Linked DNA regions of Mus musculus: regions 2, 3, 4, 5 and 6 are each linked to region 1. A link is a contact called in public promoter capture Hi-C data. All regions are on one chromosome and are shown on one strand. The core of a region is the stretch at or near the end of the contact, and the rest is flanking DNA. Distances in the headings are between cores, read along the strand shown. Region 1 holds the start of Cdan1 (congenital dyserythropoietic anemia, type I (human)). Region 2 holds the start of Chac1 (ChaC, cation transport regulator 1). Region 3 holds the start of Ctdspl2 (CTD (carboxy-terminal domain, RNA polymerase II, polypeptide A) small phosphatase like 2). Region 4 holds the start of Exd1 (exonuclease 3'-5' domain containing 1). Region 5 holds the start of Nusap1 (nucleolar and spindle associated protein 1). Region 6 holds the start of Ndufaf1 (NADH:ubiquinone oxidoreductase complex assembly factor 1).

Region 1 (4,927 bases), core at 1,429-3,928:
ATGGCTAACAATCAAGACGATGAAGGTAAAAGGTGAAGGAAGACATGAGACTTCATGAAGCTGAGAGCAAGACAGTAGGATAGAATATTAGCCATGAACATTAAGGTCAGCTGCCATGTGTTTGTTGTCCCTATTTTTTTTTCTTGTGGCATACAGGGCTCTCTATATTATGAGCAAGCACTCCAGTGATCTATATACTTAGACTCTTTTGTATATATTATTTGGGACTACAGCTTAATATTTTTCAAAGGCTGGCCTTCAATTTTCTGCAGCCTGGGCAGGTCTTTAAACTTGCAATCCTTGCTTAGCACCAAACCCAGCTATTTATTTTTTTAGAGGATAAACTCAGCCTTGATACAAAATCAAATGATACAGATGGGCCAGGAGTTGTAGTGCATGCCCTCATTTCCAGAACTTGAGACGCACAGGCTGGAAAATCTATGCAGGTTTAAGGCCAGCTTGTTCTGCTTAGGGGATTCAAGGCCAGCAAGGGCTACATAGTATCACCCTGACTCAAAAACTAAACCAAACAAAACAAAACAAAAAAACCAAACCAACCACAATCTCCTCCCCCTCAACAAAAGGTTACAGGTAAGGTCTAGGGCAACTGTATCTATTAAGCAAAGGCATGCACATCCCACACGGCTAGAAACAGACATATAAGACTCAAATGTCACAGCTAGAAAACTCACTGAAACTGATGCTCCAAAACTTGCACTGCAAAGAAGACGCAATCATGGATGCTACGAAACAGGGGAGTGTCCAGGGAATCTAGGTCAACAACAAACCGTTAGTTAAGAACTGTCCCACCTGCAAACATCATTTCTCAAAGTGAGACTTGCTTACTGACCTAGGGCACCCTGACTTGATTCCAGGTCACTGTCCTTGGTGGCCACCATTCTCCGAGCAGTAAGGAGCTGAAGGACGAAGAAAAGCTCCAAGAAAAGGTTTGGTACTAGGTTCTCTGTTTATAAAGAGAAATGCCATACCATCGTACCACTGACAAGCAGGCCAAGGCTCTGCGCCTCCTCTACTCTCTTACTCTGTAGTTTGCAAGCATATCCACCGCAGCCCCCTTTGCGCTCACTCACCAGCAATGCAGGAGGAGTAGATAAGGGCTACCAGCTCCAGGCGCTGTCGAGAAGACACTCTGGCCGGGTCGGCAGGCTCTGCGGTGAGGTTTCCTGTCCTGCTGGGAACCGGAGACCCCGATTCTGGGATGGGAGAGGCTGGGGTAGGTGACTGCTGGAGTTGCTTGGTGCTATGTGAACAGGAGGAGATGTCATGATTAATCAGCCTGGCTTTACCAGCGACATTCACATTCAGGTTCTGCCAGAGAAGACATCAACAGCCCAAGAAGCAAACCCAGAATCCCGAAGGGAGAAATCAAGTTCAGGAAAAATCCCTGCAAGTCCCGCATAAGGAGGAAGTTGACATCCCAGGTGGCGGCAAAGCCATACCGCGCCTTCCTGAGCATCTCCCGCTCCTCTTGCAGACTTCTGCACCCTGGGGGAAGGCCAAGGCCCCAAGGGCTAGTGTCCAGGGTTGAGGGTTGGGAACTGGGGACACAGCTGATTGGGGGTGAGGTGAAGCAGGTCTTGGGCTTGGACAGTGACCGCTCTTCGCTCACCGGAGTTGGGTTGATCCTTCGAGAAGGCTTCGTTCTGCTGAGAGTAGTCACAGTTTTTTGTTTTTTTCCAATTTTCTATCTTCAAGCATCATTCCATCCATAACAGTTGGGCCCCTTTTAAACCCTCCCCCATTGTGGTTTCTTCACCCTCAACCTTCTAACCATCGCGCACTCTACTGTGGGGCACCAAGCTCGGCTTTAGCGAACATCTTGCAATAAGGACCGATTCTCACCCTGCAGAGCCCGGAGGAACGGTGCCTACGGGAGGGAACTCCTCCAAGTTGCTGAGGTTTGGCGGATCAGAGAGCGACAGTCTGGGGCTGCCAGGGCTGCCTGAGCCCTTAGGCTTCCGGCCTCCGGCCCAAGGCGGGCTCTCGCCACTCGCCCCCTCCTCCGCGGCCCCGGAGCCCCGACCGCCTCGTTCGCGGGACGGCCCCGGTCCCGGACCCCGCCTGCGGCCCGCACGGCGGGCCAGAGGTGCCTCGGCGGCGGCGCTGAGGGGCTCGGCTGCAGGGAAAAGCTGGCTGCGCGCCCCACGGCCACCCCGTGCCGGGGCCCCCTGCCTCGCTGGCAAGGCTGCCGAGGCGACTGGGGTCTTGGCGGGGGTTGAGGGGCCCTGCGGGAGGACCCGGCTGCTCTGCTCCCTCAGGAAGTTCAGCAGGAACGGCACGAATTCCTTCCGCAGAGGCCGAAGTGCGCTCAGAGCGGCCACCTCGGAGCTATCCTGAGGAAGAAGCAGAGGTCGCGGGGCGAGAGCGTCAGCTGACAGCGCGGGCCGTCAGCGGCTGAGGCCGCAGGGTGGGCGGCCCGGCAGCGGCGCGCAGAGGAGCGAGCGCCCTTGGCGCGGGCCGTCAGGCAGGGCAGGCTGGGAGAAGGGACTGAAGCATCATCCCCCGCGGGAAGCACATTCCAGGCAGGCTTGAGGGCGTGTCCGCACTGTTACCTCCGAACTCGGGGTGCTGCGCGCGATCCACCGCACGGCGGCTGCGACCGGCACCTCTTCGCGCAGCAGCGACTCTAAAACGGCCGCCATCCCTGTGCAGGCGCTCTGAGGCTACTGAGCAGGCGCACTCGCGCCACGGGCAGCCGGGAGGGGCGGAGCCGGCGACCGGGATCGACCGTTGGACGACGGGGCGGGTCCTTGAGGGGTGGGGCTCTGGCGGCCCGGGAAGATCTGCCCAGCCAGCCAGGCCTGCAGGGCGGCGAGGCGCCTTTCTCTGATTTCCTGGCCCCTGGAGCAATGTGATAAGATGAACTGCCTGAGGAGACCCGGGTCTGAAAGAGGGACCAGACAGGAAAAGTGACCAACTCTAAGAGACCAGCCTATGAGACCAGACACCTGTCATAAGCACAGCCTTAGACCATGACTGTAGAGCTTTTTGAGTCACTCCCTCCTCAACCAAAATAAAGTGAGTAACCTTGTGTTTTGACCTTTTTGTTTTTTCTGAGACATGATTTCTCTGTATAGCCTGGCCACTCTGTAGACCAGGCTGACTTCGACCTCATAGATTATCTTGCCTTTGCTTCCGGAGTGCTGGGATTAAAGGGGTGCGCCCGGCCTACTTAGCTCCCCACCCCTTCCCCTCTTTTACTCAAAAGGCTGACTCTTTACCATTGGCCAACTTTTTCATCAACTGACAATTGAGGACAGAGTTCATGCTGAGGCATGTTATAAAATCATCAAATGTCCATCAGACTTGTATTGAATCCCTTACGTATTGTATTAAAGAGTTTACAGCAGGGGAATATCTCAACTTCTTTTACTTGAGAGGTCAGGATTCATGATTAGCTTCTGGAAGAGTATGGCATTCCTAGACACACTCCCCCGACCCTCCTCCACACACACTGGCTGGTTAACCCTCTGGCTACACTTCCTGTCAGGTCCCTTATTTTGAAAAATATAATAGGCTTTCGGATGATACTCCTTAGTAAAAGGAAAGAAAAAAAAATCAAGATATAGGATCTATAGTTTCCTCCAAAACAAAGTAGCAGTGTATTGGCCCTGTGTTCCTCTCATTCAAAGGAAGACCACTTGGTGATAGGCAGTAGATGGAGCAGGAATCCCTCTAGCATACTGCCAAGGAGAAGAAAAGGGAGTTTTGAAAACTTAATTCTGTGCTGGATTTAGTGGATGCTTGCAATCCCAGTGCTTGGCAGGCAGAGACAGAAGAATATCAAAGTCAGCTTGAACACGCACGTCAGACCCCTGAACCCTGGTGTTCACCTAGCGTCTAAGTTAGCCAAAATGGCCTTCTCTTGGTTGTCTGTCACTTCTGTAACACTTTAGTAGTTTAGGAAATAGTTTTCACTTTTTGAAATCCAAACCATCACACAAATAGCACTAAAGTTTGCATGCGGACTGAATGTTTTATTACTAGATTATAAAAATAAAATACAAAATAATTTTAAAACAGAACTTAAAACACTGTACAAAGCTTTAATATGGTACAAATGAGAAAATTAAATAAATAATTACACTTTTATGTACAGATGGCCTATACAAAAGCACTGCATGTTTTTCAATACTCTATGCCCATGGTTGCCTGAGCAAAAACACATAAAGGGAAGATGCTTGAAGGAGAAAGGATACAATGTAACACATTGAAAAGAACTTCAAAGAGCAATTTCGCATCTCATTAAGAGGAGGACAGCAGAACATTGACTTATTTCTCTTGTTCAGTAAGAGAATTCGGGTTATGACTAAGTTTGATAACATTTGCCAGTAATAATTTATGAACTCATTATATCTAATACAAAATGAGATGTGCCTCCTTTTCTGAAAAACTTGGAATCTGTAAATAAATGATCTGATTAAATAGATGCCATTTAGGAAAGGTGTCAAAGGAGAATGAGAACTGTGCATCAGGGAACAGCAAAGTGGCTCGAGCCCAGGCCATCAGATCTGTCTACTCATCCAATCCAACAATCCAATCTCTCTTACCTAAGATTTTGTTTCTGCCTTTCCCCTCCCCCCTATTTTGAGACAGGGTCTCATAGAGCCTAAGTTAGCTTCGAACTCATTATTCAGCTCATTATGTATGACCTTCAACTCCTGTTCCTGCCCTTACCTCTTCAATGTTGAGATTATAGGCATATACCACCAAAATCTAGGAAATCCAATCCAATTTCAAAGTCCTGAGTGGCCCAGTGCTACATTTCCTTTGTCTTAAAAAGAAGATCTATTTCCTATATTTTAATTTCTTAATTATCTTAGAGAACTAATTTCATTGATTTATAGTTTAATAAAACTGTTTTTAGCCAGGCATGGTGGCTCACACCTTTTTATCTCAGCACTCT
Region 2 (4,927 bases), core at 1,251-3,750, 1.4 Mb before region 1:
CTTCTTTGTGCAACTCTGTATCATGTGGACTGACACCTTACTCAGTGTTTAGGTATTTAAGTATTTCCTCCTTTGCTTTTGCTGCCATAAATAACAAACATTAAAATTTCAGGCGCATGGCTTCTGTTCATATTTTGAAGAATTCCCTGGAGTGGAAAGAGGGGGTCACAGGATTGTTTTCCCTACTGATTCATATCTTCAAAGGAGCATCAGTTTTCCATCTCCCACCTGAGGCATGAGGGAAGATTCTCAGGGGGTATTCTTTGTAAGACCCGGCCGAAAGGCAGTACTAAGAGGGACTCGCAGAGTGGAAAGGAAAGAAAGGGGAGAATAAACATGCACAGTGGTGGCAAGCAGGAAAATTACCAGATACCACCATTTTTCTCAACAATTTTCCATTCAGAAAAGTAGAATGTGCCGGGCGTGGTGTCACACGCCTTTAATCCCAGCACTTGGCAGGCAGAGGCAGGCAGATTTCTGAGTTCGAGGCCAGCCTGGTCTACACAGTGAGTTCCAGGACAGCCAGGGCTACACAGAAAAACCCTGTCTCGAAAAACAAAACAAAACAAAACAAAACAAAACAAAACAAAACAAAACAAAACAAAACAAAACAAAAAAGTAGTGCATGAGCCTCACAGGGAGCCCAGGCCTGGGGTAGGCACACACATCAGGCATAAGGCACACCGGTGTGCGGACTCGAGTTCTAGTCCCGCCAACGAAACAAACACAAGTTCCTCCAACTTTTAAGAGTATTTCTTTCCACTCCGTTCATCCATACATTTATTCATTTAGAGACATGGTTTTGCTTTGTAGCCCATGCTGGCCCGATTCTCTAGGTCTCTATCCTCGGCCTCCTGAATGCTAGGCTTGAGAGTTTCTCTGTGAATCTCAGGCATGTATGTATAGTAATTCCAGGTCAGTCCAGCTAGAGGATAGTGGAAGAGAGAGAGAGAGAGAGAGAGAGAGAGAGAGAGAGAGAGAGAGGCAATTGTGTAGACACTTTTGGGATGGATCTCTTTTGGGATGGATCTACCCTGTGCATACAATTTTGAGTTAAATAAGGAGACTCACTGAGTTTCCACTTCCAGGGAGCTCACTCTTGTTTGTTCACCCTAGTGAAAGGCCTTCTGCTCTTTGTTTCCCTTTCCCAATGAGAGATGCCCAGAGAGGCTGCCTCTTGCTGCTGCCTAGGAAGCAAAACTCGACCTCTCCTCCATCCTGCAGTTTGGGGTGGCACTGGCTCCACCAGAGAGGGTGAGCTCTTGGGGAGACAGATCCTGAGACCTGCCAATGGTGACTGTTTTTTTTTTTTTTTCCCCTCTATTTTTTGAGACAGGGTTTCTCTGTGCAGCCCTGGCTGTCCTGGAACTCACTCTATAGACCAGGCTGGCCTGGAATTCAGAAATCCACCTACCTGCCTCTGCCTCCCAAGTGCTGGGATTAAAGGAGTGTGACACCACTACCTAGCCCAATGGTGACTCTTGCAGGGTTCAGGCAGAGAGGAACTTCCAAGGAGATGGCTGGTGCCTGGTTGCCCACGTCAGTGCCAGGGCCCATACCCACTGCCTGGCAAGAAGCTATGGGAAAAGGCTGCAGGTGCCCTTAGTCCTCTGTGCTGTCCTTAACCAACGTTTCTCCAAACTTTGGTACCTATGTAAATTGCCCACTGCTGCAAGATCTCAAGCTAGAGAGAATGAAACCCGTACCCATGGGGTGAAAGTGGCCTGGCATTCTTCTCTTTGTAGCTTTGTACCACAGGTACTAACAGTCATCCTCAATGTGACTACTCTGCCCAAGGCTGTCTAGTTTTGACTTTTCTTCTAACCCGCCTGAACTCAGGGGTCTCACATTTGGCCCGGGTGTAGCCGTCACGTGAGGCCTGCATGCTTGTGCCAACCAGTCTGACTCAACTACAGCCTTTGCAAAACCCCTTACCACCCCGTGACTCAGTTTCTCCAGCTGTTCACGTGGGCAACAGTATGAGGCACCAGAGTGGAATGCGGAGGGTGTCCAAAACAGCTTCTCTGCAGTGCGTGCTTTTAGGCGGGGCCCCAAAGGCAAGAATTCGTGCCGCCCAAAGTATTCCTACTGGTCGTGCCCTGCACTGGCCACTGCTTTGGGCGGCAATGATTCTGCCAGGTGCACCGGCTGGACTGCAGGGATGACACCGTTTAGACCACTGAGAGGGCCTTCCCGGGAGACGGCGGGTGCCCGCGCCCATTCTAAGGCCCGTTCCCGGTGCCAGCAGCCTGACGCAATCTGACTCGCCCTTGCTGCATGCCAGTTCTGGGGAAACCTTCCCTGCCGTTGCATCACTCCTGCCAGGTCTGCCACGGGAGGAGGAGCCGAACCAATCAGCACGCGCGTTGGCCCTGGGGCGGGCTGCTCTGGTACCCACTCGGAGGGCGGCGCGGTTAACCGAGAAGCAAAATCTAAAGGTGATTGGCCAGAAAGAGATTTGCCCCGCCCCAATCATAGGGACAGCTGGAGGCAGTCTGAGGGCCTTCCTGGCCGGAGGGTTTAAAGAGCGCCTCTGGAGGGACCACTCAGCTGGAACGACCGATCGGTGCCAGGCCAGGTGTACGCGTCCGTCGGTCCTTCCGTGCCCGTGCCGGAGACCAGTCTCGGAGGCCACCCGGGTCCGTCCCTGCGCCCGGCACCATGAAGCAGGAGTCCGCATCCCAGAGCACTCCGCCTCCTTCACTGTCCCCTGCACCATCATCCGCGCAGCCTTCCTGGGGGGATGGCGACCCCCAAGCCCTGTGGATTTTCGGGTACGGCTCCCTAGTGTGGAAGCCGGACTTTGCCTATAGTGACAGCCGTGTGGGCTTCGTTCGTGGCTATAGCCGACGGTTCTGGCAGGGAGACACCTTCCATAGGGGCAGCGACAAGATGGTGAGCATCCTTCTGTGCCCAGAGGAGTGGAGTGGGGTTGGCAGGAGAGTGGGCACTCGTATCCTGGAGTGGCAGGGACCCTGGGCTAACTAAGAGAAAATTGTAAACCTGGTTTGTGGTTTAAATTTGTGTGCCTGGAAATCAGGTTGGTGATTGCACCTGTGGATTCTTGTGCTGGTTACTAATCTGGGCCGCTCGTTGTTTGTCTCTTCCACATCTGCCCATCACTCCATGTCACTCGATGAAAGGTCCTCTCCCAGGCTTGGGGCTTAGGCTGGCACTCTTTCCTCCTCTTCCTTCTCTTCCTCTTCTTCCTTTCCCTCTTCCTCCTCTTCCTCTTCTCTTCCTCTCCCTCTTCCTCCTTGTTCTTCTCTTCCTCTTCCTCCTCCTCCTCCTTTTCCTCCTCCTCTTCTCCCCCCTCTTTTTCCCCCTCCTCCATCTTACCTATTTCTTGCTATGTGGCCTCAAACTTGTGACAAATCTCTCTCTCTGGTGCTGAAGTGCTGGAACTACAGGTTCAAGTCACAACAGGACTAAAGGTGTGTGTGTGTGTGTGTGTGTGTGTGTGTGTGTGTGTGTGTGTGTGTGTGTTGCTGGAGATTGAATCTAAGGTCTTGTGCATGACAGGCAAGCCCCCCATGTCAATAAGGTTCATTCATAGTCCTTTCGGAAGTGCTAATATCTAATTTGTCTTTTTCAAAACCTTTCTTCCCTGTCTAGCCTGGCCGAGTGGTGACCCTCCTTGAAGACCGTGAGGTAAGTGTGCAGTCAAGAAGAGAATCCTGGGGTCTGATGTATCAGGGTGCAGAGGGTCAGAGCTCTTGTGTGGGGAGAGTGGAAGTGTAGCTAGCTTACTCCATGCTTCTTGGAGAATCACTTGAGGGAGGGTCTTATTAAGATGGATTTCTGTGAGTTCAGAGTTATTCTTGGTTACATAATGAATCCTGGGTCAGACACCCTGTACTATATGAGACGTCTCAAAATAAACAAAACTCAAGGGAAATAGGGTGAAGGGTATTGCTTCTGGGTGGCTCAGCAGCCAGTCAAACACGTTAGTTTTTTTTTAAAGCTTCATGGAGAAATGGCTCAGGAGTCAGAAGCACCTTCTGCTTCTCCAAAGGGCCTGGATTTGATACCCAGCACCCACACAGTAACTCACAATCTGTAGCTCCAGTTCCAGGGAATCAGACTCTTCTGACTGACCACCAAGATCACAGGTCGCCAGGCACACACGTCCATACACATAAAACTTCAAAATTACATCTATTTGTACATGCACGCATGTGCACACGCTGTAGGTCAGATGTGGAAGCAAGACGACAAGATGGAAGTCGATTCTTTCCTCCGACCATTCATGTCCCAGGGATTGGACTTAGGTTATCTGATCATCAGGCATGGTAGCAACTACCTCTATCCCTTGAGACGTCTCCCCACCCCCTCCACCTCTTTTATAGAACATAGGTGTGGAATGTGTCTAGGGGAACATTCTAGAATGAACACAGGACCAGCATCAAGCTCTGTGACTGACTGGAGTGTCTCTGTTTTTCCCTAGGGCTGCACTTGGGGTGTGGCATACCAAGTTCGAGGGGAGCAGGTGAACGAGGCCCTGAAGTACCTGAATGTGAGGGAAGCCGTGCTTGGTGGCTATGACACTAAGGAAGTCACCTTTTATCCTCAAGACACCCCTGACCAACCCCTCACAGCACTGGCCTATGTGGCCACCCCACAGAACCCTGGCTACCTGGGCCCTGCTCCTGAAGAGGTCATTGCCACACAGATCCTTGCTTGCCGAGGCTTCTCTGGTCACAACCTTGAGTACTTATTGCGTTTGGCAGACTTCATGCAGCTCTGTGGGCCTCAGGCACAAGATGAGCACCTGGAAGCCATTGTGGACGCCGTAGGAACCCTGCTACCCTGCTCTTACCTACCTGAGCAGCCTCTGGCACTGACCTGAGGAGCCAAGCTCCTGCAAGAAGTGTCTGAGTGGTACTGGTGGACATCAGTATGCAGTACTTGAGATAGACTTGATGGA
Region 3 (4,927 bases), core at 889-3,388, 1.2 Mb after region 1:
TAACAATATAAACTTTCCCACTTCACTGTTGTTTCACCACTGTATGATATCACATTGCCATGACAATCCCTTCTCCAATGCAATGTTACACAATGTTTTAGTAAAAACTAATGTTTTCCAGTTTGTTGCAAATAACAAAACAAGTCCTAACCTGACAAGTGACAGTTACTTCTGTATGCAGTTAACAAAAAGCATGGCACAAAGCACTGTTTAGTTAAACAAACATTAGAAAAGTAACAAAAATAGCCTCCATTCTACTAATGTATAACAGGCCAAGAATGGATGCATGCTGGTTCTGGTAGGCTATGAACTCTCTACTGATTAGGACCCTGACTGTTTTTCAAACACAACAGAACAGACTCAACTACACATTAGAGGACTTTTGGGATGGGGCCTTGGAATGAACACCCTTGCCTTGAACTCTACTTCTTGGCACCCCTCCTGCCTGATCTCTAAGAGCCAACTGGTAGAGATTAGGGAAGGCACTAGGGACTGTGCCATTGACTTTAGCTAAAACTTTCAGGACTTTCATCTTGGTTGTTTCAGCATGGGCTCTGGGTCCCCACAGGAACTCATAGCTTGGGGGATCACTGCCAGGTACCTGGCGGTACTCCAGGTAATTTTCCTGCACTACATCTCTTATAAACTCCTCAGGCTCGCCAAAGATCAAGTGCTTCTTCCCAGCATATACCCCCACTCCATGCAGAAATTGCCAGACCTCTTGCTCAGTGGCACGGTTACCCTTCATGAAGATCACACCTAGGACAGACATTAGGAGACCTGTCCTAGGCAACCCCCAGTTACTACTCAAACTTCCCTCAGTGGAAAGACCCAGTTTGCCCACCAGCAAATAGGAATGAGTGCTGGGATCAATTTCCTTCAACTCAAGACCAAAGACCAATTCTAGGCGTGCAGAAGTTCTCCTGAGGATCTCAGGGAATTGCTCCTTATACTTCTTGTTAACTACTGCCAGCATTTCACTTCTTGTAACTGCTTCTTTCATCTTAAATTTATCTAGCAGGAATTCTATCAGCACACTAGCCTTCCTCATGATAGGATCTTTCAGTGTGTGCTGAATGGAAGTCCCTGCCTGGGTGCCATCTGAACTTTTTGTATCAGGCAGGACAGTAGCATTTCTACCACCTATACCAGAGCCTGTGCAGGATACACCTGCACCAAAAGATCCAGGGTTTTTCACACCCTGAGGAGCAGAACCACCAGGGAAGCTGGACCCAGCACTCAGGTCAACAGGAGAAGACCCTGCTTCCTCTGCAGTGGGCTGAACTACTTGAACCTCCCTGCGTGACTGCTGTCGTTTAGCACGGGAGCGGCTCTTACTCTTTTGACCCCTAGGCATGTTGACTGTGCTCAGGACTGAAGTAGAAGAGCTGACAGGCAGGAATCAGGACTTCCGAACTCGTGGATCAAGCTCTTTTCTGCAAACCCTAGGATTGTTCTCTTCAGACTGGCGTCCAAGCCTCTCCTGTCTCAATCAGCATTTCTTATAGAATAATGAGATCAGCTTGGAATTTCAGTCAAAAGTGCTATCTAGACCAGTGTTTCTCAACTTGTGGGTTGCAACCCTTAAGAGGTCAAACCACAGGTTGAATAAGATCATGGGAAAACATATTTGCATTCCGATTCATGACACTAGCAAAATTACAGCCATGAAGTAACAACAAAGATAATTTTATGGTTGGTGGGGTCATCATACATGAGGAACTCTATTAAAAGCGTTTCAGCATCAAGAAGATTAAGAATCATCCAGATTCTAGATGGAGCCCACAGTCGTGTGTGAAAACCCATTTGAAAGACTCGAGTTTTAAGCGTACAGGATCACTGCCCACATCGCGAGGAAGGGAAGGGTTAAGAGTCTCCTTCATAGGTCCAAGGGCAACAGGGGCTCCCGCTAGCAAAGTGACCTAGGAAGAGAACCTCGGGGACACTCCGCGAACCTCCGAAAGCACCGGGACCAGGCTGGGTCTGGCCATCGGGAGCGCAAGGCACTGGCTCCCGCTCCAGCGCGCCAAGCCGTTAGCACCGCCCCTTCCCGCCGGCTCCACCCACCGCCGCCTAGTCGCTAACCCTGGCCGCTGGGTGCGCGGCGCGTTCTTAAACCCCGCCTCCCAGGCCAGGGCGCGCTCTCCTTGTCGCCCGGCTCTAGGCGGTTCCGTTAGCGGCGGGAGGGAAAACCGCCCCCGGCGTCCCCGCCTCCGCTGCTAACGCTTTCCTCCCTACTCCCCCTGCGACCACCCCGCAGCCCGCTACGGAGGCCCCCGAAGTACAAACGTCCCCCACGCTCCGAGCCCCATCGGAGGCTGAGTCCAGTCTAACTCCTCGGGCCCTAAGCTCATTTTTTTTTCATTGTTTTTTGTTGTTGTTGTTTCTTGTTTTTCTTTTGGTCAGGAATTCGCTCTGGTGAGTTCCCTAAGGCGGCAGAAACTTCAGCCTCTTCACGGTAGTAAAAGTTGGTTTCCCCTCCCCCGCTGCCGCCCAGGCCTCCCGCATTCCTTCCCTCCCGCCTCTCCGGATCGGGGCGGGCGGGGGAGGAGGGAGCCAGAGCGCCTGCGCAGGGAGGCCGCTTTCCATCCGGGTCCCTGTCCGTGCGGTGCAGCAGGTCGGTAGGCGGGAAATGGCGACTGGCTGAAGGAGCTGGTTCTGTTGCTGCTGAGGGATAAGCGGGAAAGACACCACCTATTGCGCAGTCGGGACCATCGCCGGAGCCCGAAGACACTTTTCTGTCGTCACAGTGAAGGTAATTCCCTTGGTCCAGACGCTGCCGTTGCTCCGAAGCTCAGTCCTCTCTCAGGGCCGTCTGCCGGGATCTCCTCCCCTTCTCTAGCCGAGCCCTCAGCGGTTCCAGCAACGTCCGTAGGCATGCACTGTTGGCGCCTTGTACGTCCACTGTCGTGGAAGCTGCTCTGGCTTGGACTTTCCCCAGGGAACGGCCAGGGAGCTCACTTCCCGCCAGCTTCAGCTCTTAGGCTGCGGCCTGTGTTGTGATTTCTGGGGTTAGATTTCACTTTGCTACCCACCCCCAACCCCATCTCACGTTCCCAGTCTCTGACCCCGTGGACCCGATAGCTAATTAAGTTAGATTGCCTTTTCGAACCTTCTTGTGGGCCCACGTAATGTTTTTGGTATTTCATTCTTGTAGGGTGCATTAGGGGGGCGTTGCTCTCTCTACTTGAGCTCTTACAGACATCCTTTGAGAATCTGGAAAGAGGTTCTTGGAGCTTCTGTCGTTTTCTGTACTGCTAAAATGTTGAGTTGACATTACTACTTTTTAAAGTCAAGTGTGGTAGTAAAAACCAGCGTGTGTAGGAGGCCTCTGATTTCCGTAGTGGTTAGTTAAGGGTGAATCTTAATTCTATTTAGCATGTTGTTTACGTTGGGTAAGTCCGTATGAGTTTACCTTTGCGTTCTTGACCAGGATTCTGTGATAAATAATTGCATAAATAAATAGTGTTTATTTACTTCTCGCCCTAGTGGTAGCTGGATGTGTGAATGACGTTAGGCACTCTCAGAGTACCTCGGAGAAACCTACTGAGATACTGCCAGGAAACTACCCTAAGCTCCTGACATGAGTATTCTTAGATGCTACTCCAAGGCAAGGCAGGGAGTGTTATCTTTCTCATGCTACTAAGACAATACCAAGATTACGGTTACATCCATATACAAATTAGTGCCTTGAAATGATAGGCTTATCTACATGTTTTAGATTGTAGATTGCCTGTTACTTTGATTCATGAAATGCCAAGCTACACATTTGTGTTTGTGGTCCAGCAATTATCTCTATAAAAGCAGTGACATGGCATGTGGAAGCTAGTTTTTACTGGCTTTTGTTTTGATTTTTCTTTTTTTAATAGAGTTTCTCAATTTTTTTTCAATGGTTTGGTCATGTCGAGTTTGGGGCATTATAGGTGTTTTCTCCCCTGGAATAAAACGGAAGATTAAAACATGGCTTATATTACATATTAGTTAATGTTTCTCACTCAGTAGCCTTCTGCTTCATAGGTGCAGCCTAAAGTACTTCACTTGCTGTTCACATGTTAGGATTAAATTTCAGTAATAAGCAGGCACATGCAAACATTATAGTTTTTATTTGAAAGACTTAGCCCAAGGTCATAAAGAAAGTCAAGGTAAACATAGCTCTTATATGAAGTAGATTTAGGAGTGACCTGGGCCTCACTGCTCTTTCCTCACTGCTGCTTGATTTCGGGGTTTGGGGAGTGAAAGTTTAGACAGCCTGAGTCCTTGTTGAGTCATTTCATTTTAAAATGGGACCAATTATGTTACTCAGAAGAATTGGGATAAATTATGTCTGGTGCAGGCTTTCTCTGTGTTTTAACAATGTTTTAGGGGTAGGTTTTTTGATAAAATTTAGTTTATAGGTAGCAGAATCAGTATTGTACTACATTCAACTAGACCCTATATTCTTTTTTTGTTTAATTTTTGTTTTGTGAGACATGATTTTGTGTGTGTGTGTGTGTCACAGCTCTGTACTGGAACTCACTTTGTAGATCAAGGTGGCCTTGAACTCACAGAAATCCAACCTGCCTCTATCTCCAGAGGCCTGGGATTAAAGGCAAGCGCCACCACAGCCAGGCCAGTCCCTATATTCCTAATAGTCTCCTATGCATGATTTGAAAGGATGTGAAAACTGCCAAGTGCTATCTAGTCTTTTTCTCATGTGTGCTATAGTTGTATTGCAATAATAGGATTGTGTAGGAATACTAAATAGGATAGGTATATTTTAGAACATTCAGTTGTGCATAGTGCTGGTGCCTTACAGACATTTCATTTGAACTAGTGGTGCTATTTTTCCCCTGCTGTTAGAAAATTGATGATTGGGGGCTGGTGAGATGGCTCAGTGGGTAAGAGCACCCGACTGCTCTTCCGAAGGTCCAGAGTTCAAATCCCAGCA
Region 4 (4,927 bases), core at 1,332-3,831, 1.2 Mb before region 1:
GTTGGAGTCAAGACTGGGCCAACTACTCTGCACAGTACTAGGGTTACAGGTCTGTGTGCAGCCATGCCCAGCTTTCTAAGTGGGTGCTGGGATCTGACTTCAGGTTTCATGCTTGAGCAGCAAATCCCTCTTACACGGAGCCATTTCGACAGTTCTGTGACTTAGGTAGACTCACATCTGTCAGGCTAGAATTTCCAAAATTGAAAATGAATTCAAAGTGAAATGCTTGGGAAGTAAGTTAAAGATAGGCTAAATGGTTAACCCAGCAGTTAGGGTTGCTTTCTGCTCTTCCAGGGGACCTAAGTTTGGTATTTTCTAGCACCCACACTTGGTGGCTCAAGCCCTCTAACTCCAGCTGCAGGGGATCGGATGCCCTCTTCTAACCTCCACTGGTGAGAATATCTCACACACACACACACACCCCTACCTCTCACTTGAACACACAAATACTATTCTTAAAGGTTACAACAAATCAGGAAAAAAGAACATGCATAGCAAAGAATTTTTTGCTACTGTTTATATTTAGACAGGGTTTCCGCAAGTAGCCCTGGCTGGTCTGGAATGCCCTATCTAGATCATGTTGGCCTTGAAATTCAAAAGGTAACTTCTGCCTTTGCGTCCTCAGTGCTGCAATTATAGATTATCAGGTACCAGGTCTAACAGAGGGTTTAATTGAATATAGCCCTAAAGACAGATTAAAAATTAGGAAGGGGGTACTGGAGAGATGGCTCAGCGGTTAAGAGCACTGACTGTTCTTCCGAAGGCCCTGTGTTCAAATTCCAGCAACTACATGGTGGTTCACAACCATCTAGAATGAGATTTGACGCCCTCTTCTGAGTGTCTGAAGACAGCTGCAGTGTACTTACATATAATAAATAAATAAATCTTTAAAATAAATAAATAAAAATTAGGAAGGAAAAAAAGGTCAGGATGAAGAGATGAGCTTCCAGGCCAACTGAGAATGGGATTATGTATACATCTGACCTCAAGATTTCCATACCACAGTTATGATCTCAATGGGTAAGTTAACCAGGGATAATTAGGAAAACAACTGAGTCAGACTAGAAATTTAGTGGGCAGGGAGGCCTTGCAGGACTCAGCCCGAGTAACTTTGAAGCTAGTAGTCTAAGGTGAGTTGAGAAAGGTGCTACGATATCTAGGTAGTAAGCTGGTTCTAAACCAAGGAGTGAAGGGATCAGACTCGTGAAGCTACAGGAAAACTAAGGCTTCACTTGAGAGGGTGTACACTAACATGCAGCTTTCAGCTTTTTCATCAGCACAAACAAAATACCAGAAGAATAAAATGCACCTGGCTTTGATCCCAGCTCTTGGAAGGCAGAGGCAGGTGGATCTCTGTTAACTTAAAGACCAGCCTGATGTACATACTGAGTTCCAGATCAGCCAGGGCTACACAGAGAAACCCTGTCTCGAAAAACCAAAAAGAAAAAAAATTCGGATTTTTAAACCGTAAGCCAGCAGTTGTTAGGTGAAAGCAGGAAAGATGCAAGTTGAGCCCAGCCTAGGCAATATTGGGAAATCCTGTTTAAAGATTTGCCACTCATGGGAGAATTAGGAGTTTATGCTCAGGACAGCCTGAGCCTGTAAAACCCTTTCTAGAAGTGGAGAAATGATTCTCTTTTCCAGAAAAGCCCTGACTAGTCTTGGCCAGGCTTAAAAATCCTAATTTTTAAGACAAGAAAAAATCCAAATAAATAAACCGTGCTCGGTCACAATCTTTCTCACCTTCAGGGTCCTCTGTCCCCACAGCAAAGGAGTTTGAGAAATTCCGACCTTAATTCTAGTCAAATGGTGAGTTCCTTAAACTAACGAGGGACTACTGTTAAAAAAAAAAAAAATTCTGGGAGTTATCCCGGCACAGCTTTGACGCAAAAAAGTTCTCAACGCCAGCCACTGAAGCCGCAGAGCCGACCACGCCCTCGCCCTCCGGGTGAATTACTTGCCTCTTTCCGGAGGAGCCAATCAGCGCGCAGCCTCGAGCCCATTCCCAGCGCCCCCTGCGGCCGGGGTAGAGAGAGCAGAAAAGATGCTGCCAGGAGCCATGCAAACCCCAGGCGGCTCTCAGCGCCCCCTGCGGCCGGGGGGAGGAGCGCAGGAAAGATGCAGTCTCTAGGCGTGCTGGGCCACAGTGGCTGTGGACTCCCTATTCTTAGGACCAGGGGAGTGAGAGTGAGAGGAGAGGAGAGGAGAAAGGAGGGAGAAAAAGAGATAGAGAGATACAGAGAGATGGAGAGCGAGCAAGAAAGAGTGCACTGCACTACTCTGGGGATCCACCTTAGGGTTTTGTCCCTCGTTTCGTGGGTTTGGTTTCTCTCCTGAGTCTCCGTCACCTGTAGGGTGGGACTCCTGGTACCTGAGTCCTGTGAAAAACCTGCTGGCTACCCTAGTGAGTTTGCCTCTGGTTTGTTCGAACACAGTGGCGAGACCGCACTGCCCTTTTAAGTGCAGTCCCTAGCGCCACAGCGGTATCGCCGCTTTAAGTCCGGCGGCTGCCCTGGTTCCGCGGGGCGGGGCCTGCTTCCCTTCGGACTCCCGCAGCCTCCGGGCTGATTCATTCCGGGCTCGAGAGCCAAGCTTTGACGTTAGCGCCTGCGCAGGGCGCGGCCTCGCTCCCGATTGGCTGGTGTCGGGCCGCCCTCCCCCGCGCTCCACCCCTTGTTTCTCTCCCCGGGCCGCAAGAGAAACAGTGCCCTCTCCCTTCTTGACCCCTGGCCCTTCCCTCCCTCCTTCCCTTCTGCCGCTGCTGCTTCTGGCGCTGCCGCTCCCGGAGGAGCTCCCGTCACGGTGATGGGGTCTCGGGCCTCCACGTTATTGCGGGACGAAGAGCTCGAGGAGATCAAGAAGGAGACTGGCTGTGAGTTCGGGTTGGGGGTGGGAAGGCGGCCCGGCGCCTTCGGCTGGCCTCAGTACTGACAGCGGTCGTCGCTGAGGGCTTGATCTGGGGTGCGGTGACTTTGTTGGGATGGTCCCATGCAGCCTCCGGTGCTTTGGGTAACCGAAGGCTAGAATACCTGTACGTTCATCTGTAGCTTCTTGGAGCCGGGATGTGGTTCCTCCGGTGCTGTCTTGCTCAAAAGCCCGGAATCTCGAGCACAGACACCACCACTCCACTCTTGCCCGTGAAGGTCCGCGAATTTTCTTCCTTATGGTTCCTCCTACAGAAGCATCCTGAACAGTAGATAAAGTAGAAGCAAATCCAGGAAATGTGAATGGTTCCTGGAGAAAACGTTATACATCCTAATGAGGTTTCTGAGCAAGAGCTAAAACTACTAAAATCACACACAGGGAAAAACTCAACAAAGAAGATCATAGAGAAAGGCTTGTGACCAGGAACTGAAGACCTCTAAGCAATCAAGAGTCCAAAAACCCGAGTGAGGCTTTTAAATCTGAATCGTTGGAGAAAAGCCACGGGTATAGTGGTCAAGGTTTAAAGACACAGTGAAGACATTTGTCCTATTTTTATATATATTGATATCTGCTGTGTTGCTGTACTTTATGCAATTGATATTGAAATTGGATGTACTCCAAAATCTGTGAATTTGTACCAGAAACATACATACTCTAGTTTCTTCCTTGTTAACCTGAACAAAGGAGCAACAGGGCTTTGGGAATTGAGAAGCACAGAAAACACCTCCATACCTTTGAAAGGCCCTTGGTAGTGTATGATACAATTGTATGGCTACAATGCTTTCTCAGTGATCCTTTGCGGCTCTCTTTGATTTTCGTAAGCCATGTCTTCATGGTACCTGTCTTTGATGATAATGTGAGCAAATAACCCAGTGGCAGATCGTGCCAAGGAGTACAGGGAACTACGGAATTCTCCAGGAATGAGTCCTTGGGTAAATGACAAGTTGTTCTGGCTGTCTGACAAGTTAAACTTTCTAGAGTATTCAGGTTGAAAGAGATGTGGTCTAGCCCCACCCCCTGTCAGGTTGCTTTGCTTTTAATCCCTTACTAATATGTGGCCAATTTTGAGTGAATGACAGAGAATACTTAGCTTTTTATAGAGTTTGGCCAGTCACGCTTAAGGATTCCATGAGTAAAAATGCACACAGTTGGATTTAGCAAGCTTTTACCTCTGACCCTACTTGTAAATGTAATGACTTCTCTCTGATTATGTTTAAAGCCCAGAGTCACGTCATGGGGAAGTATAGTGAGTATGGAGCAAGCTATTGTTTTGTTTTCTTTTGTTTTTTGATACAAGATCTTACCTTGTAGCCCAGACTTGCTTAGAATTCACTACATAAACTGGGCCTGGTGGTGTCCATACCTTTAATCCCAACACTCCAAAGGGAGCAGAATTTGAGATCAGCCTGATCTACATAACAGGCTCCAAGATAGCTAGGGCTACAGAGGGAAACTCTGTCATGAAAAACAAAATACAACACAAAACAAGACAAACAGAAAAATTCACTACATAGCCCAGGCTGGTTTCAAACTCATGACAGTCCTCTTGCTTCAGCCCCCCCAAGTGCTGGGAATATAAGTATGAGCCACCATGCTTAATTGAGGAAAAGCTGTTTTCTTTTCAGAATGAATGGGACAGTGATGTCATTCCAATTTCATTAGTCCTGGGTGTAGGACTGAGTTGTTTTTCCTTGTGACTCATGGACAAACCTAAGTGATCATGTAAGAACTATTATCCTGGTTACCCAACAGTAACTCAAATATGACAAAGATACCCTAAATTCCCAGCAAAACCACTGTATATATTGATTGGGAAAACCTAATGAAACAAAAAGTGAGTTTTCCCAGTGCCTGTTTAATACTATGCTAGACATTGAGAGCAGATGGTAACAAGACACCCACAACCTGGCCAGGGAGATAAGCCAGAGACAAGTTGTGATTAGCATCAGGGCATAAGGAAGCTAAAAACGTACAGCATCCACCTTCAGAATTTAGGGAAGAG
Region 5 (4,927 bases), core at 659-3,158, 1.1 Mb before region 1:
ACAATGTCAATTAAATTTTAACTTGTATTCATTATAATAGTCTGTCAGTCTGGAAGACAACAGGACATAATATCAGGCAGTGGAGTAGAATAAAGATTTTTCTCTACTCTCACTCATTTTCTTGAGTGCTGGGATTAAAGTCACCACCATGCCTGGCCAATGCTTTAAGTACCAATAGATTGTAATCCATAAAGACTTTTTGAAATAATTTACAGTAAGTGTTGTGCCACATACAATATAAACTAATAATCAATTACTGAGTTCAAAGACAGTAAAAAAGGTATTTCAAGACCACAAGGTTACTAGTAAACGTGACCATTTACCTCAGTCAGAATGCACACAAGCAGAGGAACACAGTGAGGAAGTCAGGCCTAGATTCATAGCTTAGCAGGGAATGGTGCCTGCAGCCAAGCTTGGCAACCCAAGTGTGATCCTGGGCCTGAACCCCTCAAAGGTATAGTCTCACCTTCATGTGTGCATCTCGGTATGTGACTACACACAATAAATAAATAAACAAACAAATAAATGTGATAAAACTGTTTTTAGATTATAACTTGGAACAGAAATCTAACTCTATTCTTGCATGCATTTTTCTTGATATAGGCAAACATTGTACTTCTGAGCTATAGCACATCTCCAAATCTGTAATTAAATTTTTGTTTGTTTGGTTTTTCAGACAGGATTTCTTTGTGTAGCCTTAGCTGTCCTGGAACTAGCTCTGTAGACCAGGCTGTCCCTGCATTCACAGAGATCCTCCTGCCTCTGCCTCCCTAGTCCTGGGATTAAAAGTATGTGCTACCACCGCCAGGCTTATAATTAAAACTTTTAATCAGGCTTTTTAAAAAAGAGGTTGGCCAGGCGGTGGTGGCGCATGCCTTTAATCCCAGCACTTGGGAGGCAGAGGCAGGCAGATTTCTGAGTTCAAGTCCAGCCTGGTCTACAAAGTGAGTGCCAAGACAGCCAGGACTATACAGAGAAACCCTGTCTCAAAAACAAAAAAAACAAAAAAAAGAGGTTGGGTGCAGGTTCCCATGCTTGTGATCCCAGCACTTGCAGGCAGAGGCAGAATTGTAAATTCAAGGAAAGACCTTTATTACCAATATCAAAAGTAAAATAATTTGTAACTATATCAAAAATGTCACTTCAGGGCCAGTGAAATGACTCGGTGGGTAAAGGTATTTGCTACCAACCCTGAGAAATTATAACTAATAACTAATAACTAATAACTAATAGTCCTAGTTCTCTCACAGACCTTAAAACCTACATCCAACTTTAACTTTCACCAATGCCATGTTTATATGATTCAAACCGGTAAAGAGTTTACAACTCAAACATACTCTATGGAGAGCGTAAACATGTCACAAGACAAAGTTTCTTTCTTGTTTACAACAGTTACATACTCTTCACTGTCATTAAATCGGGAAATATATAGAGAGCGCCACCTCAGGAATTCTCCACACGTACCTGGACTTGAGAAAACCTTCTATGCCAACCAAAAAGGGCTCTAACAAAACGACGTTGTTTGTGACTTCTGGAAGACAAAACGGTTTTGAGAAGAAATACCTGCCAGCAGATTCATCTGCCCATAAAACTTAACAAAATGGGTGGGGCTCAGCCAAGGGCGCTGGGTTAGCTCAGGCGACGGCCTGGGTTTGAAGCCCAACTCGGGAAAACAAAACAAACCCCTCCCTCCCCTGGGCAGTACTGTCCCCCATTCCTCATCTGCCTCTGGTCTATCTTCCTCACAAACTACCCTCGCCTCACTCACTGGAGAAGGCCAGGGCGCCGAGGGACCGCGACAGGTCCCAGGCGAGGTGCAGGGTGTCGCCGAGCACCGCGTAGCACCGCGCGCAATGAAACACGGCACATCTCTCCGGCTCCAACCACGCAGGCAGCCGCAGGTCGACAGGTGACGCCTTCACCTTAGACTCGGAGGACCCGAGAGGGGAGAACCCTTCCACCACCTGAGTGTCCCACTCCATGGAGGAGGTAAGAGAAAAAGGTGTATCACAAGAGTCACGACGTGACTGGGTCTCCAAGAAGCGAAGACTGCGGCGCGAGAGAGTCGCCATATTTCTTTGAAGCGCGCGCCTCTTTCTCGCACGCTCCAAGTCCCGCCCACCTGTCTCCCTGCGTCTTCATTGGACAATGTTCCTGAAAGACACGCTCTCAATACGCTCAGCGCCAGCATATTGGTATAGTTTGCGGAATAGCGGTCTTCAGCCAATCACGCTACTGGCCCGCATCGGAAACCCCACCCTCGAGGCAGTTCAACCAATGAACTTACAGCAGTCTTAATTTAAACTCCATATATAAGTCGGCTTGTCAACGTCTTGGGTGGCGCCAGTTTTGAGCCGCTCTGTTTTGAGTTGTGTGGCTGTTTTTCTGGGAATCACCGAGATTGCAGAACGCGATGACCGTCCCCTCTGCAGAGGAGCTGGACTCCTTTAAGTACAGCGACCTGCAAAATTTAGCCAAAAGGCTGGGCCTCCGGGCTAACATGAAGGTACCGTGCTGGCTGGCGGTGCGGGCAGTTGGGTGGGCGGGGTAGAAGAGACCAGGGATTTGGGGGACAGGGCGCGAAGTGACTGAGAGGAAACCCCCGAGGGACGTTATTTTGGGAGGAGTAGGTAGGTTTTGTTCACAGTGACTGGAATTTGTTAAACGAAAGAAAAGCCGAGGCTGTTACTCTAGTTGGAGGCTTTTTTTATTATATTTGGAGAACTTATAAAGACTTTTTGTTTTTTGGTTTGGTTTGGTTTTGGTTTTTCAAGACAGGGCTTCTCTGTGTAGCCCTGGCTGTCCTGGAACTCACTCTGTAGACCAGGCTGGCCTCAAACTCGGAAATCCACCTGCCTCTGCCTCCCAAGTGCTGGGATTAAAGGCATGCGCCACCACTGCCCAGCTCTTATAAAGACTTCTTAATGGAAATGCTAATACTTCCTGGTACCAAATGGGAAACGAAGGCCCATAGGACGTAATCAGTGTAATTTCCATGCCAGTTATTAGGCAGTTGAAGAAAAACTACTTTAAACGACTTCTTCTGAAAAACTCTACTTACTGTTCAGTAAACTATGACACTACCTTCACTCTCGTGAACCTTTAATGGGATGCCTGTCCACCGTGATCTAGTATGATTGTCCATACATTAATCACTATTGTGATGGTGGTCTTTTTCAAAACCGATAAGGTCTTTGAATTCTGAGTTTGCAAGGTGTTCAGAGAAAATGTGGGGATTCATTGTGAGATTGGACTTGCTATATTGAAGCTTGCCCACATGTATATACCAGAGATTTGTACAGCAAACTGCTATTTGCACTAAATCTCTAATTAGTTGTCATAAATGTTTTTAAATGGTTTAAATAGAATAATGTGGCCATAGGTACACCTTTTATCTGGCTGAACGGCACTGAAGAGTACTTAGAAATGTTTCTGAGTTTAGTGCTTAATGGCTCCCCAACTTATTGTCTAAAGCTTAGTCCTTCAGGTTTTTGCTATCTTCTCCTCTTCCTCCTCCCCCCCCCTTTTTTTTTAATGAAATAAAGTCTCATTATACTGCCTGGGCTATCCTGGAAAACAGTATATAGCTTTGAGTAGCCTGAAACTTATGCTGAGACTATATATGGGCTTGTACCTCCACCGATGGCCTGACTGTAATTGTTTATCAGACTACACCTGTTGCCTCTGCATCTCAGCTGCTCAGATGAGCACCCTGTCCTACCTCAGTTAAGTAGTTTGGGGTTTGCTTCATAGCCCCTGCTGTGTTCTTTATTTCTAGCTCACTTGGTATTTTATAAACTCTTTTCCCATTAGTCCACTGGGAGCTTCCAACAGAAGGCTTGCCTGCTTTGTTCACCAGTCTCTCTAGCTCCTAGCACAGTGCTCTGCACAATGTAAGAACAGTTAGTTCTTCCATCAATGATTAATGCTGATGAATAACACTTGAGCTTTCAGGCAACTTGAGCTTCATCCCATTTTATTTGACCTGCTAAATGTCTTCATTTGTTTCTATCTCAGACACCTCCCTTCTCATTGTTGCATCCTTGGTGAGATAGTATGTTAAGAAACCATGTCCTAGTCAGGCAGTGAGATAGATGGCTCACGGGATAAAGGTGTTTGATACACAAGCCTGGTATTTTGACCCACATAATGGAAGAAGAGAATTAACTGTACAAAACTGTCCACTGAACTCCACACCTGCACTATGGCACACACACACAAACACACTCACTCACTCACTATAAATAAGAATTTGCATCTATCTGGGCATGGTGGCACCGCCTTTAATACCAGCACTAGCGAGAAAAGGCAGAGATAGGTGGATCTCTGTGATTTTGAAGCCAATTTGGTCTACATAGTGAGTTCCAGAACTACCAGGGTCACAAAGTAAGATACAGTTTGAAACAAAAGAAAGAGAAAGAAAAGAAATTGTGGGCTGGTGAGATGGCTCAGTGGGTAAGAGCACCCGACTGCTCTTCCAAAGGTCCGGAGTTCAAATCCCAGCAACCACATGGTGGCTCACAACCATCCGTAACGAGATCTGACGCCCTCTTCTGGTGTGTCTGAAGACAACAACAGTTACATATAATAAATAAATAAATCTTAAAAAAAAAAAAAAAAAAAAAAAAGAAAAGAAATTGTTTATAATTTTGGTAGGCCTGACATATAATCCCAGCACTGGGGAGGCACATTCAGGAGGACCATGAATTGAAGTCTTGTCAAACAAACAAGACTGGGCATATTGTTCATCTTGTCAATCCTGAACTAAGCCCTAGATTAGGTAGATCTCGGAGTTTGAGGCCAGCCTGGTCCAGTTAGTGAGTTATAGGCCAGTCAACTCTACATAGTGAAACCTGTCTTTAATTAAAAAAAAAAAAAAAGACCTGGATTAATTTGAGAGGAGGCCTTACTTAGGTTAGGTTCATTG
Region 6 (4,927 bases), core at 1,161-3,660, 1.1 Mb before region 1:
GGGAGGCTCTGTCAACAGAAGTCACTTTTTTCTGAAGACTACTGGAAGAATAGTCTACACAGTGACTACCCACAAATGGAGGTAATGCAGCCCTTGGCCTCAGGAAATTTTTATGAATGTAAATGCCAGTCAGTAATTTGTGAATGGAAGACATTGCCATCGTAAGAAAAAAGTATTAAAATGTAAAAATTTGCCCGGGCTGAGAAAACAAGCTTCAACAATAAGCCCAATTCCACCTATAACAAAAGAAACACCAATTATCAGCAGAGCAATGAATAAATATATTACAAGTTCAAACTCAACATAGACCATGAATTATGACATTCATATTTTTCCCCAATTTACTCAACAGTGGCTTTATCAGAAGCAGAGTATTAATTGCAAAAAAAAAAAAAAAAGGTAAAGCCGGGCAGTGGTGGCTCAGGCCTTTAATCCCAGCACTTGGGAGGCAGAGGCAGGCAGATTTCTGAGTTCGAGGCCAGCCTGGTCTACAGAGTGAGTTCCAGGACAGCCAGGGCTACACAGAGAAACCCTGCCTTGAAAAACCAAAAAAGAGGGCTGGTGAGATGGCTCAGTGGATAAGAGCACCCAACTGCTCTTCTGAAGGTCCGGAGTTCAAATCCCAGCAATCACACGGTGGCTCACAACCATCTGTAACGAGATCTGACACCTCTTCTGGAGTATCTGAAGACAGCTACCGTGTACTTACATATAATAAATAATAAATATTAAAAAAAAAGAAAAAAGAAAAACCAAAAAAGAAAAGTACCAATATAGTGAAATTTGGTGACACATGCCTGTAACCCTAGCACTTGGAAGACAAAGGCAGGACAATCAGGAGTTTAAAGTCATCTTCAGCTACATAGCGAGTTCAAGGCCACTTGGCCTACAAGAGACCTGTCACTAAACAAAACTGCCATGATGAGAAATGCAGCCTTAGCTTCACAGAGCTGATGATCGACCCCAAATAATTCACGTGTGCCACAAGCTACCTTGAGAGGCTGTGTCAACTTTAAAGCAGATTTTCCTTGTGTTTTTAAAAATTATTTATTTTACCATAAAATATATTTATCATATATTTTACCCGCTGAGCCATCTCTCCAGCCCCCCCACCCCCCCACTGAAAGTATCTTAATGGTTGACTATTCAATGTTGTACGTCCAGGTCCCAGTATGAAGCTCAGTATCCTGAAAACTTATTATTTGTTGAACCAACAGCTTCATAATCCTTTATCTCTGTCACAAGCGTGAGGGTTTACATGCCTATATAATTCCCTCTAACAAGGGGCTTCTTAAACTTTATAGTCCCTTTAAATCATCTGGCAGTTTTGATAAAATGGGCTTCTAATAAAGTAGACACAGGCCTTGAATCAAAGTCTCCTTCCTCAACCTAAGTGTTAAGATTACAGACATTTGTTACCATGCCCAAATATATGCTGTACTTTTTCTTCTTTTTGATAAGGGTCCCATTTGACACAGGTTGGTCTTGAACTCCTGATCCTCCTGCCTCGACTCCCAGGTGATGGCCCATCAGCTCATGGAGAACACTTTTTAAATATCAAAGTCCCGGTAAGATTTGGGTGCACCCTACAAAACCCAGCACTTGGGAAGTAGGGAAACAAGGATCAGGAATTTAAGGTCATCTTCTGAAATGTAGAAAGTTCAAGGGTAAGGTGGACATTATGTGACCCCTTTTCGAAGAAAAAAAAGAAAGCAAAATTATAAAAAGACAAAAAATTTTGATAAGGAAAAGGACTTAAATAAGTAAGAAGGTAAAATGGTGGGATTATAAATAACATTATTTAACCCTGTTTTCCAAACATTCAGACGTCTTATTACTTTTCTAACAATACTACAACTTCGTGTTTTGTTTAATAATTTCTTACAAGAAACTCGGTCAAACTCAGTAACCGGGTGACGTCGGTCCGAAGCTAACTGTGAGTTTTTAATAAGATATTCACACCGCTCCTAGCAGTATGACTGTACTACTGAGTACAGAAACGACTGTTCAACCTAGGGCTTCCCATGTGCCAGCAACTATTCTCCGTGTGTTTTTACTGACTTCTCACGATAATCCTGACCCTGAGACAGGTACTTCTAGTATTATTCCAATTACAAAGACTAAAAAAAAGGAGATTCCACAATTAAATAATTATTCGAGGTCACACACCAGAGACCAAACTCACTCTGAAGACCAGGCGTTCACCTCTCGGCAGGCGCGGGGTTGGTCACGTCCCAGCCTCCTGAAGCTAGGCGCTCCCGAGGAGTGGCAGCCCCTCGACCCTCACCTCACCCGCCAGGACTCTTCCCGACCTCCTCGTCCCTGCAGTTCCCACCTATGAGAAGGTTCCGCTCACCTTCTCAGACCCCACATTCGGCTTCCCCCGAATAGTCCTTCTACTTTTCTCGCCCGGTTCGCCACGCTTCCGGTTGTGGTCCCGCTACTTTTCCTGTCCGACATCAAACTAGGTGTACAGTAAACAAGAGCTTCAGATAGTTCAAGAGTAACGGAAAGTATCCTAAAGCGTAAGACAACCGGAGGCTTCAGGTCCTCAAAATTCCCCAGCGGGGTCGCTTTCTGAAATGTCCTGTCATTTGTGAGCCAGCTCTTCGCTCAGCTTCTTGTACCCCGCCCCCGTATGTAAATACCAATCCTCTTTTAAACAGGATCTCTGCACTGCTATCGCCTCTTCACTTCTAGATGCCTGGCCGCTTGGGCCTCTTCTTCCCTGTAGTCCCTTGAGAACTGTCTGCTGCGTGACTTTAGAAAGCCACTTAACTGCCTTTGGAGAGCCACTGTACACCTAGATAGCTATCAATCCTGGCTTTCCTCAGTCGTGCCCCTATGTAATCCACACAACAGAGCTTGTGCACACTTCGATTAAAATGTTTTCCAACTTGGGGTTCACAACCTGTGTCCCAAGTCAGCCCCAATCACCCATCCTCAGTAGGCCAGTTAAAAGAGCCAAATTAAGAAGTAAAAGTAAGCCTGACATGGTAGTCCATACCTTTATTCCAGCTCTGGGGAAGCAGGGGTATTTGTATCTCTGGGAGTTCCAGGCCATAATTTCCTGGTAGCTATCTAAGTATAGGTATATAGGTATAAAGGTGTGTGTGTGTGTGTGTATGTGTGTGTGTGAGAGAGAGGGCGGGGGGGAGCACCACAGTCCCTCTAATCACGTTCAACTTTCATCCCATAGAAAGGTTGAGGCCCCTCACTCTTCCAATAAAACAGTCTCAGCCTTTTGAGTCTGTCTCTTCGCCTAATTTTTCTTATAAGAACTGTGAAAATCTGTTTCCCAGAGACAATTTGGGGGGTTGGTTGGTTGGTTGGTTTTTGCTTTTTCCTTTTCCTACTTAAGATTCCTTGGGAAGCTCCCATTTCTTTGAGGTTCGTTATTGAAATAATCTGATAGATTGAGAGACACAAAATGTCTCTTTAGAGTATCTTTATTTTTGTTAGGCTGGTTCCTGCACATATGTAAGTGCAACATGTGTACTTTGTTCCCTCGGGGGCCTGAAGGTATCAGAACCTATGAACTTAAAATTGTAGGCACCATGTGAATGCGGAGAACCAAACCCTGAAAGTGTTCTTAATCACGGACCCATCTTTCGAACCCTCATCAGCTGCTTTTTACCTCTACTTGGTGAAGCAGAAAATCAACTTGGGGCTTTGTTGTGGATTCTTGAGAAAAATAGGACCTTTAGTACGTTTCTCTCATCCGTATGCATCGGGTTTTGCTTTCCTGTTTATCTTTGGACTCTTTTGAGCAATTTGGGGTTCTTTTCAATCATTGGTGCAGTTTCTGTTCAGGATTGGTTTTGTTGTTCGGCTTTGTTTGTTGAACAATGTTATCATATTATTGCTAAATAGAGGAACTGTGACCATTGCAGTGGAGAGAGAACTCAATGGTTTAGAGAACCTAACCTTAACTCAGTTAGGTACTACAGAGACAGGGAGATGCAACTCTGCTATTCCTTCGGTGGTAGGCGTCAAGGAGACATGGTTAAGTAGCCTATGTCTTGGGCTTGCTTTTCCCCTGCTGTAACCTGTGTGAAAGGAGCCTGCCAACTCTAGGAAGGAATATGGCTTATTGAGGATGGGTGGCTGGACATGTCTCAGGGCACAAGTTGTGACCCAGAAATTTTAAAAACCTAATATCATTGTATTTTAATTTTTAGGATTGATTGCTTAGGGGAATCATAGAGTGTGTTCAAAAGCTTGAACTCAGGTTATAAGGATTGATGGTAGAGTACCTCCCCCTGCCGCAGCAGTCCTAATGGCTCTGAGTACAGAGGTACGCTTCGCTTATCCTCAAGGAGACCCATGTCTCAGAAGTTTCTCCATTTGTTTGCCTGCTGTGCTTCATGAAAGTTAGCTGACCACTGAAGTCTTTTATAGATTACATGCTATAATCTATACAAGATTACAAGTTAGCTTGAAATACTTAGGGTTTTTTTTTTTGGTTTGTTTTTTTTTTGTTGTTTTTTTTTGTTTTTTTTTTTGTTTTGTTTTGTTTTGTTTTGTTTTGAGACAGGATTTCTCTGTATAGCTCTGGCTGTCCTGGGACTCACTTTGTAGACCAGGCTGGCCTTGAACTCAGAATTCCACCTGCCTCTGCCTCCTGAGTGCTGGGATTAATGGCGTGTGTCACCATGCCCAGCTTGAAATGCTCTTCTTCTTCTTTTTTTAATAGTTTAATGTATTTTAATAGCAAACTTACAGGAACAGCACACAAGACTGACAACATTAAAAACATGTACTTGTATGTAGGACAACTCAGTTAGAAAAGTATAGTGAATGGATGGAATCTACTGTGTGATAAAAATGCTACAAACACCATTTAGTTGCTGTCAATAAGAAATTTACTTATTTTTAAAAAATCCAAATGCTGGCATTGTCCAGAAAATTTTAACAGGTTTATTTA

What was found. Promoter capture Hi-C pulls out the DNA fragments that hold promoters and counts their contacts.
Region 2: a promoter capture Hi-C map of liver shows a contact between it and region 1, with 4 times the contacts expected there. The contact joins the promoter of Chac1 here to the promoter of Cdan1 in region 1. A contact is called at or near these places in 2 of 39 promoter capture datasets (both in liver).
Region 3: a contact with region 1 is called in a promoter capture Hi-C map of liver, with 2.6 times the contacts expected there. The contact joins the promoter of Ctdspl2 here to the promoter of Cdan1 in region 1. A contact is called at or near these places in 2 of 39 promoter capture datasets (liver and pre-B cells) and 1 of 115 datasets of contacts at active chromatin or transcription factors (astrocytes).
Region 4: a contact with region 1 is called in a promoter capture Hi-C map of liver, with 4 times the contacts expected there. The contact joins the promoter of Exd1 here to the promoter of Cdan1 in region 1. A contact is called at or near these places in 4 of 39 promoter capture datasets (hippocampal neurons, liver and pre-B cells), 2 of 115 datasets of contacts at active chromatin or transcription factors (astrocytes and pancreatic cancer cells) and 1 of 9 other capture datasets (adipose tissue).
Region 5: a promoter capture Hi-C map of liver shows a contact between it and region 1, with 5 times the contacts expected there. The contact joins the promoter of Nusap1 here to the promoter of Cdan1 in region 1. A contact is called at or near these places in 5 of 39 promoter capture datasets (the C10 cell line, hippocampal neurons, liver and 1 more), 1 of 115 datasets of contacts at active chromatin or transcription factors (astrocytes) and 1 of 9 other capture datasets (liver).
Region 6: a contact with region 1 is called in a promoter capture Hi-C map of liver, with 5 times the contacts expected there. The contact joins the promoter of Ndufaf1 here to the promoter of Cdan1 in region 1. A contact is called at or near these places in 4 of 39 promoter capture datasets (the 3T3-L1 cell line, hippocampal neurons and liver), 2 of 484 Hi-C or Micro-C datasets (nephron progenitors and regulatory T cells) and 1 of 9 other capture datasets (liver).

Annotation. Positions count from the first base shown.
Region 1 is chr2:120,728,839-120,733,765 of GRCm38.p6, forward strand. Cdan1 (congenital dyserythropoietic anemia, type I (human)) reads right to left here and starts at 2,679. Exons shown (of 28, transcript NM_026891.2): 1 at 2,574-2,679; 2 at 1,864-2,354; 3 at 1,461-1,667; 4 at 1,092-1,261; 5 at 851-964; 6 at 693-771. The coding sequence starts at 2,663. It overlaps Ttbk2 (tau tubulin kinase 2), which reads right to left. Exons shown (of 16, transcript NM_001024856.2): 16 at 3,978-4,927. It also overlaps a transcript of Stard9 not described here.
Region 2 is chr2:119,348,742-119,353,668 of GRCm38.p6, forward strand. It overlaps Chac1 (ChaC, cation transport regulator 1), which reads left to right and starts at 2,501. Exons shown (of 3, transcript NM_026929.4): 1 at 2,501-2,895; 2 at 3,616-3,651; 3 at 4,448-4,927. The coding sequence starts at 2,662. The coding sequence ends at 4,849.
Region 3 is chr2:121,953,863-121,958,789 of GRCm38.p6, forward strand. Ctdspl2 (CTD (carboxy-terminal domain, RNA polymerase II, polypeptide A) small phosphatase like 2) reads left to right here and starts at 2,139. Exons shown (of 13, transcript NM_212450.4): 1 at 2,139-2,755. It overlaps Mageb3 (melanoma antigen, family B, 3), which reads right to left and starts at 2,230. Exons shown (of 1, transcript NM_008545.2): 1 at 1-2,230. The coding sequence starts at 1,357. The coding sequence ends at 365.
Region 4 is chr2:119,545,046-119,549,972 of GRCm38.p6, forward strand. It overlaps Exd1 (exonuclease 3'-5' domain containing 1), which reads right to left and starts at 2,582. Exons shown (of 13, transcript NM_172857.2): 1 at 1,962-2,582; 2 at 1,744-1,837. It overlaps Chp1 (calcineurin-like EF hand protein 1), which reads left to right and starts at 2,662. Exons shown (of 7, transcript NM_019769.3): 1 at 2,662-2,872. The coding sequence starts at 2,806.
Region 5 is chr2:119,616,390-119,621,316 of GRCm38.p6, forward strand. Nusap1 (nucleolar and spindle associated protein 1) reads left to right here and starts at 1,909. Exons shown (of 11, transcript NM_133851.3): 1 at 1,909-2,506. The coding sequence starts at 2,414. Oip5 (Opa interacting protein 5) reads right to left here and starts at 2,116. Exons shown (of 6, transcript NM_001042653.1): 1 at 1,769-2,116; 2 at 1,465-1,531. The coding sequence starts at 2,072.
Region 6 is chr2:119,660,424-119,665,350 of GRCm38.p6, forward strand. It overlaps Ndufaf1 (NADH:ubiquinone oxidoreductase complex assembly factor 1), which reads right to left and starts at 2,411. Exons shown (of 5, transcript NM_027175.4): 1 at 2,186-2,411; 2 at 1-236. The coding sequence starts at 160. It overlaps H3f3c (H3 histone, family 3C), which reads right to left. Exons shown (of 1, transcript NM_001370931.1): 1 at 4,693-4,927.